2 separate regions of the Mus musculus genome follow, and region 2 is linked to region 1. A link is a contact called in public HiChIP or PLAC-seq data. All regions are on one chromosome and are shown on one strand. The core of a region is the stretch at or near the end of the contact, and the rest is flanking DNA. Distances in the headings are between cores, read along the strand shown. Region 1 overlaps Nup210 (nucleoporin 210). Region 2 holds the start of Nup210 (nucleoporin 210).

Region 1 (4,349 bases), core at 69-2,568:
CCCAGCCGATAGGTTTTGCTTCCTACCCTGACCGAAGCAGACAAAGATGGAGGCCTTTCTGCCTTCCTGCGCAGGAAGAGCTGGAGCCAAGGGTCAATCCAGATTTAGGGAGATACTCCTGCCTCTCCTGGGCTGCCTCTCCTTGGCGTGTACCCTGTGTCTGTTTGTTAGGGAAAAGGGGAGTCCTTATCACCCCTGGAGAAAAAGGAGCCAATCTGGGCAGAACTTTGGGCACCTGAATGATGGCATTCCTGAATGTTGGTTATAGCTCATCTCTGCCCCTTCACCAGCCACAGGGAAACTCCCAGCTTCATGGCATGCCTGTGGCAGGCAGTAGTGCCAGAGTCCTGGATGTGGCCCCGGCATCTGATCATTGTTTCTTTTAGGTTCCAGTATCCAGTCACCGTAATCCCCTGTTAGACCTGGGTGCCTATGACCAACAGGGCCGGCGATTCGATAACTTCAGCTCTCTGAGCATCCAGTGGGAGTCCTCCCGGCCATTGCTGGCCAGCATTGAGCTTGACCAGCCCATGCAGCTGGTATCCCAGGATGATGGGAATGGCCAAAAGAAACTACATGGTGAGCCAGGTCTTTAGCTAGAGGGCCTGGAGCTGGAAGAGATGTGGGAAGCCCTAGACACACAGGAAGGATCCTGCACTAAGTTCATGCCTCGGACCTCAGGCGTCATTCAGAACTGAACCATGGAACACAGAGAGAGTTCAGATCCCTATCCCTCCCTTTTTGAGACAGAGTCTCACTGTAGCACTGGCTGGCCCAGAACTCACTATGTAGACCAGACTAGCCTCAAGACATTGAGATCCACCTGCTTCTGCCTCTTGAGTGCTGAGATGAAAGACATGCCATGACAGTTGGCTGCTGATTTTTTTTTTTTGAGATAAGATCTCCTTTTTATGCAATCAAGCTAGCCTCAAACAGATCTTTTTGTCTCTTGAGTGCTGAGATCTCACACATGGGTCAGTATACCCAGTTTCACTATTTCTTTAATCCCATTTAGGCATGTGGGGTAGGAACCAGGGGCTCAGGACCCAGAGCAGCCAGATCTCCTGTCTCAGACCCCCTGGCCAAGCCGTGGCAGTAACAAACTTCCTCAGCCGCCCAATGTTGAACTTGTCCTTTCAACTTATCTCAGCAACTGTTCTGGACCTGTTAATCCTTACAGGACTAAAAGCCTCAGCAAACTCAGTTACCTGTTTCAAAACTTGAAACTGAATCAGCAGCAGGATGAGGTAGCCCCAAGGTAACCAAGGGGCCTGTGACTGATATTTGTTTCCTGTCTGTGCCCTCAGGTTTGCAGACAGTCTCGGTTCACGAGGCATCAGGAACCACAGCCATCTCTGCCACAGCGACTGGCTACCAGCAGTCCCACCTGAGCGAAGCCAGAGTGAAGCAACCGGTATCTTCCAGAGGACACAGTGGGTGGGACCATGGGCAAGGCCAGGACGGATCCTGGTTTTGTGTAGATTCTGTCTGGAGATCACTACCTGCTTGATTTTTCCTTGCTTCCCAGCATCTCTTGATGGCTTCAGGCTAAGGTGCTGCTTGGAAGGGGTTGGGGGAGAGGGATCCAGTGGGTACATTTGAGGAATTAGAAGGCTTCTCCAAGGATGGACCTGTGTGGATGATACCTACCCTGTCAGACTACCCCATAAGCTGCTACTGAAATGGTGGAGACAGTAGATACTTGTGGACAGGGAAAGTGGGGGGCTTGTGTCCTTGAGAGCCAGGATGCTAAGACAATCAGGATGCTAATTCCTCTGGGAGAAATCAGTTCCCCTTTGGATGTTTTGATGTTCACTTATCCCTGTCCCAAATGTCTTCTCCCCATTTCGTTCTTTTGTAGAACTTGTTAGCTTTTGAGAGGCCTCACTGGGGCTCCTCTCTGGAGCCTCACACCCCACAGATGGCCTTTTAAGAACTTCACTTATGCTTCCAACCTCTCTGGGGGCCAGGGGTTCTCTCTGCCTCCCTGGTGTCCCCTGGATACTAACACCGCTTGAAGCTTCCATTCCTGGAATGAGGCCTCTACCTGGAGCATCTAGCTCGACTCTTTTCAGAGGGAACTGGTAGTGTCCATGGTCTTACGGATCTGACAGTGTTGGCCTTTCTCTTTCAGCATGACCCTCTAGTACCTGTGTCAGCCTCCATTGAACTTATTCTCGTAGAGGATGTGAGGGTCAGTCCAGAAGAAATGACCATTTATAACCATCCTGGTGTCCAGGTGTGACCCTTTGCCCACCACCCCTCAAGTGAGGAACTGTGCACTCTTTGCTACCCAGCCTGACCCCTCTCACCCCCACATCTCCCTGCAGGTGGAACTCTACATCACAGAAGGCTCTGGATACTTCTTCCTCAACACAAGCACCCAGGACATCATCAAGGTGGCCTACCAGGACACCCGGGGCGTAGCTCTGGTAAGCCTAGGCATGGAGACCCCAGCTGTCTGCTCAGGCTCACATTATTCCAGGCCTCCCTGGTACTGAGCAGAGCCTTGAGCTTCTGAGCAGCTCTGAAGTTCTCTGGTTCCCATGCTACCTCTGTGCTTTCTCTTCTGCATCTGCAATTACCCGCACTGTTAATTACCTAATTCTTCCCTTTCAATCAATCTTACGATTCATCTTTTAATTATTCTTTTATTACATAAGTGGCTTTGTGGTAACCCTAAGACACTTGCATTTCAAAGCTTCTCCTGTGCTCTCTTCACTCCACTACCTCTCCACAGTTCCCACTTCACCCTCTCCTACTCAAGGACCTGATTGGACCTCTGGCATGGAGGAGGAATGGAGCGCCCTGTCTCCTCATGCCCCGAGCTGCTCTTTCTTTCACATCGTCATGTAGTCCAAAGTTACCTTACTTGTACTTTTGGCCCTTTTGTTAGCGCAGGATTAGAGCTCTCTAGATCCTCTTTTTTTTCCAGTGGTTTAGTTTTATTTTTTGTGCATGAGTACTCGACTGCATGCGTGTATGTGTACCAGTGTATCAAGTACATTGCAGTGTCCTCAGAGGCCAGAAGAGGGTGACAGATCACCTAGACCTGGAGTTCTAGCAGGTTATGAAAGGCCATGTGGATGTTGGGAACTGAACCCAGCTCCTCTGGAATGGCTGCCAGCCAATGCTTTTAGTCACTGAGCTATCTCTCCAGCCCCTAAATGTTCTTTTCTTAATAGAGCCAAAGAAAGAAAATAAAGAACTGTCCTAATTGTCTACACATGTGTCTTATGGGGTATTTATGTAGCCCTTAAATGAAAAGTTACTCTTGAAGTCCAGAATGATACCTGCACACAGTGTCAACACTTGCCTAATCGGGCATCGCCACTGGGCAGCTCTGAGCTCAAACTCTGCTTCCTCTGTTGAAAGTGTACTTGCCTCATTCCTAGAGTCAAGGCTCCCCCTCACTCTGAGGAGGTCCAAGATGACAGGGTAGTGGAGTGGAGGGCGCGTGGCTTCAATCCATAAAATCTGGTTGGCAGGCTGGCTGTGACTCCCCAGGCCCTTTACTTTTGGCCTTGCCTTGTTCCTGCAGCTGAGCCCTGAAAGGCTAGCCGCAGTAAGGAGGTACTTGTGTTCCAGAGAGGGCTCTGACCCAGACAATGACCGAGGCCTAGCACCTCCTTTCAGAAATGCTGGAGCATGTTGTCCGCCCCTACTCCGTCTGTCATGTGCTGGTGTTGGTGGATTCAACTCCCCACATTTCTGTTGCTCCTGATTTTTCTCTACACTAGCTCTCTTAGCCTATAGATCACAGAGTTAATGACACTAAGCTGGACAGAGGAACCAACTGGGTGTGAGGAATGTGACTGGAAGTATTGGACTTGAGGGCTAACTGTGGTGCTGAGTATCAGGAGCTGGTGGGGACAGAGGTAAACCGGAGGGTATGGGATTTAGGGGATGGGGGACGAGTGGCAGTGTGTGCCTCTGTTGATGCCTTTGATGCTGGCTCTTGTCTCCTCAGCTTCATGTGTCGTGTGGAGGTTCTTAGTATGTTACAGATGTGAACAGCCACCCTCCACCATCATGCTTAGAGTGTTTTCCTGCCTGGGAAGGAAACCGAATAGCTACCTGTTACCTTTGAGCTCTTCCAGACTCATCCCTTGTCCCAGCTTTTACCTAATTTATTACTTATCTCTATAGATTTTCCCATTCTGCACAGTTCCTTGTGAGGCAGATTTGTGTTCCCTGAGGAGTAAAGCCATCCACCGTCTTTGTGCCTTTTTCTGTCTTCTTCAAATTCTTGTGTCTTTTTGGATAAATGTCTATTTAGAACCTTTGATGGTTATTCTTTTTATTAAGTTGTAGAATATATTATATTCTAGATATAATTCATTCATGAG
Region 2 (4,541 bases), core at 561-3,060, 62 kb before region 1:
AGGGTCATTTGGAGGGCACCCTCAGGCTCTGAGGATAAACAGAAAGAAACAAATAAATAAATGTATGTATATATATATATATATATATATACACATACACACACACACACACACACACACACACACACATATATATATACACACACACACACATACACATACACACACACACATATATATATATGTTACTGACGTCTGGATAACCAGAGAACTGCAACCAAAGGGTCCTGTGATCATAATGGTCTAAAGACTACAGTCTCCTTGTGTCCTACCAGGTCTGTTTTATGTATCTTGGTTACCTGCCTGCCATGGGATCCAGGCACTCTCAAACTTACTAATGCATCCTATGTGGAAGACACTGGCTGCCCATAGCAGGTCCTGGATGAAGAATGGATCTGTCACTGTGAATTCCTTCGAACCTCTTTAATTTTAGCCACCTGATCCTAGTACCTGGTTAAAAGCATGAAAGGCTCAGGAGTGAAGCCGGGTGTGTGATCTCCAGCGCTGGAAACTAAAAACAATGAAGCATCACCAAGAACGCGCAGGAAGAGTTTGCACAGACACCCTGGAGGAGCGTTGCTTTTCTTTTATTTCCTGGAAGAGGATGGTGGAACTTTCCCTCCTCCTGTAGCACGTGGTACCCAGCCTGGAAGACTTGTCCTCTTCTGGGTAGCTCCTCTCACCCCCATTCCTGGTCCAGGGTCCTTAGGGCCTGAGGGTGCCCTCCAAATGTCCCTCCTTGTATCCAAATGTCCCAAGGCAAAAGCGAGTTAGGAAGGAAAGGGTTTATTCGGCTTCCTTATCCCAGCCACACTGGATCATTGAGGGAAGCCAGGCACTCAACCAGGGCAGGACCTGAAGCCAGCGCCACGGAGGAAGACAACTTACTGGCTTGTTCCGTATGGTTTGCTCAGCTTGCTCTCTTAACACTTCAGAACCTCCTTTACAGAGGTGGCACAGCCCACAGTGATCTGGGCCCTCCCTCATCAATCATCAGTTAAGAAAATGCTCCATAAACAGGTCTACAGGCCAATCTGATGGGGGTATTTTCCCAATTAAGGCTGCTCTCCCCAGAAGACACTAGTTGGTGTCAAACTGACAAACAAAAACTACATAGACTAGGAATGGTGGCCTCTCAGAAACCCAGCGAGACCTTAGTATCCATTCCAGAGAGTTTCTCCTCCAGGAGGCTTCCCCAGCCGGCCTGAAATTCAGCTTCAAGTCTTTGTTTATGCATGACATCAGCCTGTCACTTTTCTTCCAGATCCCGCTGGTCGATCCAGGTCCTAGTGCAGCTGAAGTCAGGTTGCACCGTCTACTTTCAGGGACGTGTTGTTCCCTCACTAACCTTTCGGATATTTCCCTTGGAGCATCCATGGGGCTGTTTAACAGGAAGTTCCCAGTGTTGTCCTGCTGATGGATTGATCCCGGAATATCTCAAGACCTTCTTGGCCCCTGGGGAAGTGTGGCTTTGGAAAGGGGGCGGGGGGGGGGGTGTTAATCAGTGAGCGCTCCACACTGTCCTAGGGCGCCTGTCTTAGTGCTATGTCCTGGCTCCACCGCCAGAGGCTCCAGACAAGGCGGAATGAACAAGAGCGAGCCTGCTGGAAGGCTGCCACCAGAGACGGGCGCGCGGCAGAGGCCTTAGGCCACGCGCTACGGGCTCCGGGGCTGAAAAAGCTCGCAGGATTCGGCGCGCTCTAGGGGCTCAGCACCAGGCGCGTGCTCTCCGCTTTCCCGCCGGTCCCGCCCATCACTGCGCTCGCCCCGCCCCACGCGGCCACCTGCTACCCAGCGCGCGCCGGTGGAGGGCGCGGGAGCGCGCGCCCGGGCGCTAGCGAGGCCGGGAGGATGGCGCGGGCCTCACTAGTGCAGCCGGCGCTCTGGGCGCTGCTGTTGCTGCAGGTAGTGGGTCCCGCCGCGGCCGCCAAGCTTAACATTCCCAAGGTGCTGCTGCCCTTCACGCGGGCCACGCGCGTGAACTTCACTCTGGAAGCTTCTGAGGGCTGCTACCGCTGGTGAGGCGCGCGGGCCCGGCGGGAGGCGGCAGGTGCGCGCGGGAGGGGGCTTGGGCCGCAGGTGCGTGGCGTGCTCGCTCCAGCCGGCCCCGCGTGACCCCGCGGCGCGCGCGCTCTCTCTCTGCGCATGGCGCCTGGGCCACTCGCGTCTGGGCTGCGCGGGAAGAGGAGGCTGTGATCGCGGGCCATGGAGGGCAGCGCCGCACGTGGCCTCGGTCCCCAGCTGTCAGGGCCCTGAGGAGCTCCAGCTTGAGCAGCCACGCTCTGGAGTCTGTGGGAGACGGGGGAGGTGGGACTCACCCCTGGCGCCTGACTGGTGTGAGAAGAGTGTCTGTAGAGACCTGGGCAAGGAGTCTGTGGGAGACACACCACACCCGTTAAGCCACTTAGGGAGAGTCATTAAATCTTGGATGAAAGGACCATTTTCCAGCTCAGAAGTGGGAGGCAAAGGAATTAGATGCTGGTGGAGTAGGGTCTGCCTTGATGACCTGGCTTCCAGCAGGGTGTTGCGGTCCAGCCTTTGGCTAGGCAGATGAAGGGAGAACTTCTCGTTGCTGGGTGCAGGCTGAGTAGGGTGTGATCAGGTCACACCCTTGACCCACACCCTCACTAGTGCGACATAGTCCCTTCCTTCTCTCAGGCTACATTTTGCTGCCAGCCTCCTTAAGAATGTGTTTAGGTCATTGGTTCTCAACCTGTGGGTTAAAACCCAGTTTGGGGCCTCCTGTCAGATATTCACATTATGATTCCAACAGTAGCAACATTACAGTTATGAAGTAACAACAAAATAATTTTATGGTTTTAGTACAGTTCAACAACAGAGGAATTGTAGTAAAGGCTTACAGCATTAGGAAGGTTGAGAACCACTGATCTAGGCTAAGGCTTAACTAGCTAGGTGTGTGTGTGTTAATGTTCTATATGATGCCCAGAGCTCAGAGCCACATTCTGCTATATGTAGTTCTCAAATTTAATTTGTTTTAAAAGTCTGCCTCATAGGGGGTGGCACTGTACCTCTATAATTACTTCACTAGGGAGGCTGAGGCAGTAGTGCCGCTTTGAGGTCAGTCTGGAGTGTCTTTAGGTTGGCCTCTGGAGTATGAAGAGGCAGAGTCTTTCCATTGCAGTTTGGAGTAAATGCTTTACCCAAGGGGAAGTGTTTATTCTTCTCTGGGGCTTTGTTTTGAGTGAGGAGGTCAGCTGTTAATACTCTGGAGGGATACATGCTCACTCCATTGTTGAAGTTGTCTGCTTGATAGATGGGCCAGAGAGAGGAAGCTGACTATTTAAAACAGCTGGCTCCAAGGGAATCAATCTCCTGGCGTGTATTTGTGTGCTGCTTCCTAGGAAGTTCTGTATGTTTCTTCCTAGAATAACATTTTCTGTCTTTACTTCCTCTCTAACTGCACTTTCCTGAGAGTTGCTGATGGGTCTTGGCAGATTTTTATATTCTCAGTAGGAGGACTGGGAAAGACATTCAAAAGCTCAGATACCTCAGACGCATGCCAAGTACCCTCTGGATTGTTTAGTGTCTGGTGGCTTTCATCCTAAGGTGTGGTTGAAAAGTGTCTTCTTTGAAGGTGTTTGGTTGCAGTTTCCCCCTTACTCAACCGGAAGCTGGTCTGTCAGTCAAGCATAGATCAGAAATGTTATTCTGAATACAGTCACTCGTTGCTTTAGTTTTGAGAATCCTGGAGGCTTTGAGAGTTGGCAGATAGCTAAGACTCACACCTGCAGTCATCTCTCCCTGGAGGAGATGGCCTCTTTATCCAGGAGTACTTCAAGTCTCTGAGATGAAAAACAAAGACAATTTAACCCCTGCCAGGCCCTGGGGGTGTTGCTCATCCTTGGAATTCAGTGCTGAGCTCCAGGTTCTCTGAAGTGACTGCATGTCTGAGCCTGTAGCTTTAAGTTACCTTTCCTAGTTCCTGAATTGTAGCATCCAGTAACTGGGAGGTCATCTGGTCGGTGTTGCTGCGTTTGAGGGAATGCAGAGAGGGAAGAGGTGGCAGCTCACTCACAGTGTGGTGATGGTGATGGTGCTGAAGGCCTTCCAGCCCATCATCCATCAGTGGGACCTGGGGCCACAGCCTTGGCAAACTTGCCAGGCTCATTTGTCTTTCCAGTTAAACCCAGACAGCTTTGCTGCAGACCAAGTTATGATTTAGCGTAAGCTACTTTGCATGGAAAATTATTTTATTGGTTCCTTTAAAAGGTATCCTTGTATATACAAATGATATCCACAAAAAACTTGAATTGAGAGGAAAAAAGAAATTTCACCCTTGTCTTTCAACTTTGCTCCAAACTCAGGCACATTGTGGTCTCCTTTCAGTTCTGTGGTTCATTAAGAAGGTGGTCTGTTGGGAAGTGGGGTAGATAAGGCAGGAGAGAGAAGTGAGGATGAGACCCAGGTAAAGTCTGGAGACCCTCTGGTGTTGGTCTATACTTGAGGCAAACCTTGTGCATCCGCGCCTGTGCGTGTGTGGTATAACTTCTCAGCTCACTGAATGAATGAATCAATCTTAT

Evidence for each region. HiChIP or PLAC-seq counts read pairs in DNA pulled down with a chosen protein or histone mark.
Region 2: an H3K4me3 HiChIP or PLAC-seq map of the SCID.adh cell line shows a contact between it and region 1, with 13 read pairs. The contact joins the promoter of Nup210 here to the enhancer-like site in region 1. A contact is called at or near these places in 1 of 15 datasets of contacts at CTCF or cohesin (the G1E-ER4 cell line), 16 of 484 Hi-C or Micro-C datasets (the AML12 cell line, the G1E-ER4 cell line, Th1 cells and 8 more), 6 of 115 datasets of contacts at active chromatin or transcription factors (the 230-238 cell line, CD8 T cells, the SCID.adh cell line and 2 more) and 3 of 9 other capture datasets (adipose tissue, liver and pancreatic islet).

Annotation. Positions count from the first base shown.
Region 1 is chr6:91,051,455-91,055,803 of GRCm38.p6, reverse strand. Nup210 (nucleoporin 210) reads left to right here. Exons shown (of 40, transcript NM_018815.2): 17 at 387-579; 18 at 1,308-1,414; 19 at 2,135-2,239; 20 at 2,331-2,432. Among named protein-coding and RNA genes, the nearest start is that of Gm38860, 44 kb to the right of the region's middle. Within about 2 kb of position 1,318, at least 7 of the 459 cell types and tissues checked have an H3K27ac peak or open chromatin away from gene starts, as enhancers often do. A contact at or near this core is called in the SCID.adh cell line, where this site is marked.
Region 2 is chr6:91,114,095-91,118,635 of GRCm38.p6, reverse strand. Nup210 (nucleoporin 210) reads left to right here and starts at 1,810. Exons shown (of 40, transcript NM_018815.2): 1 at 1,810-2,018. The coding sequence starts at 1,852. Gm30364 (a long non-coding RNA gene) reads right to left here and starts at 1,415. Exons shown (of 4, transcript XR_003956467.1): 1 at 451-1,415.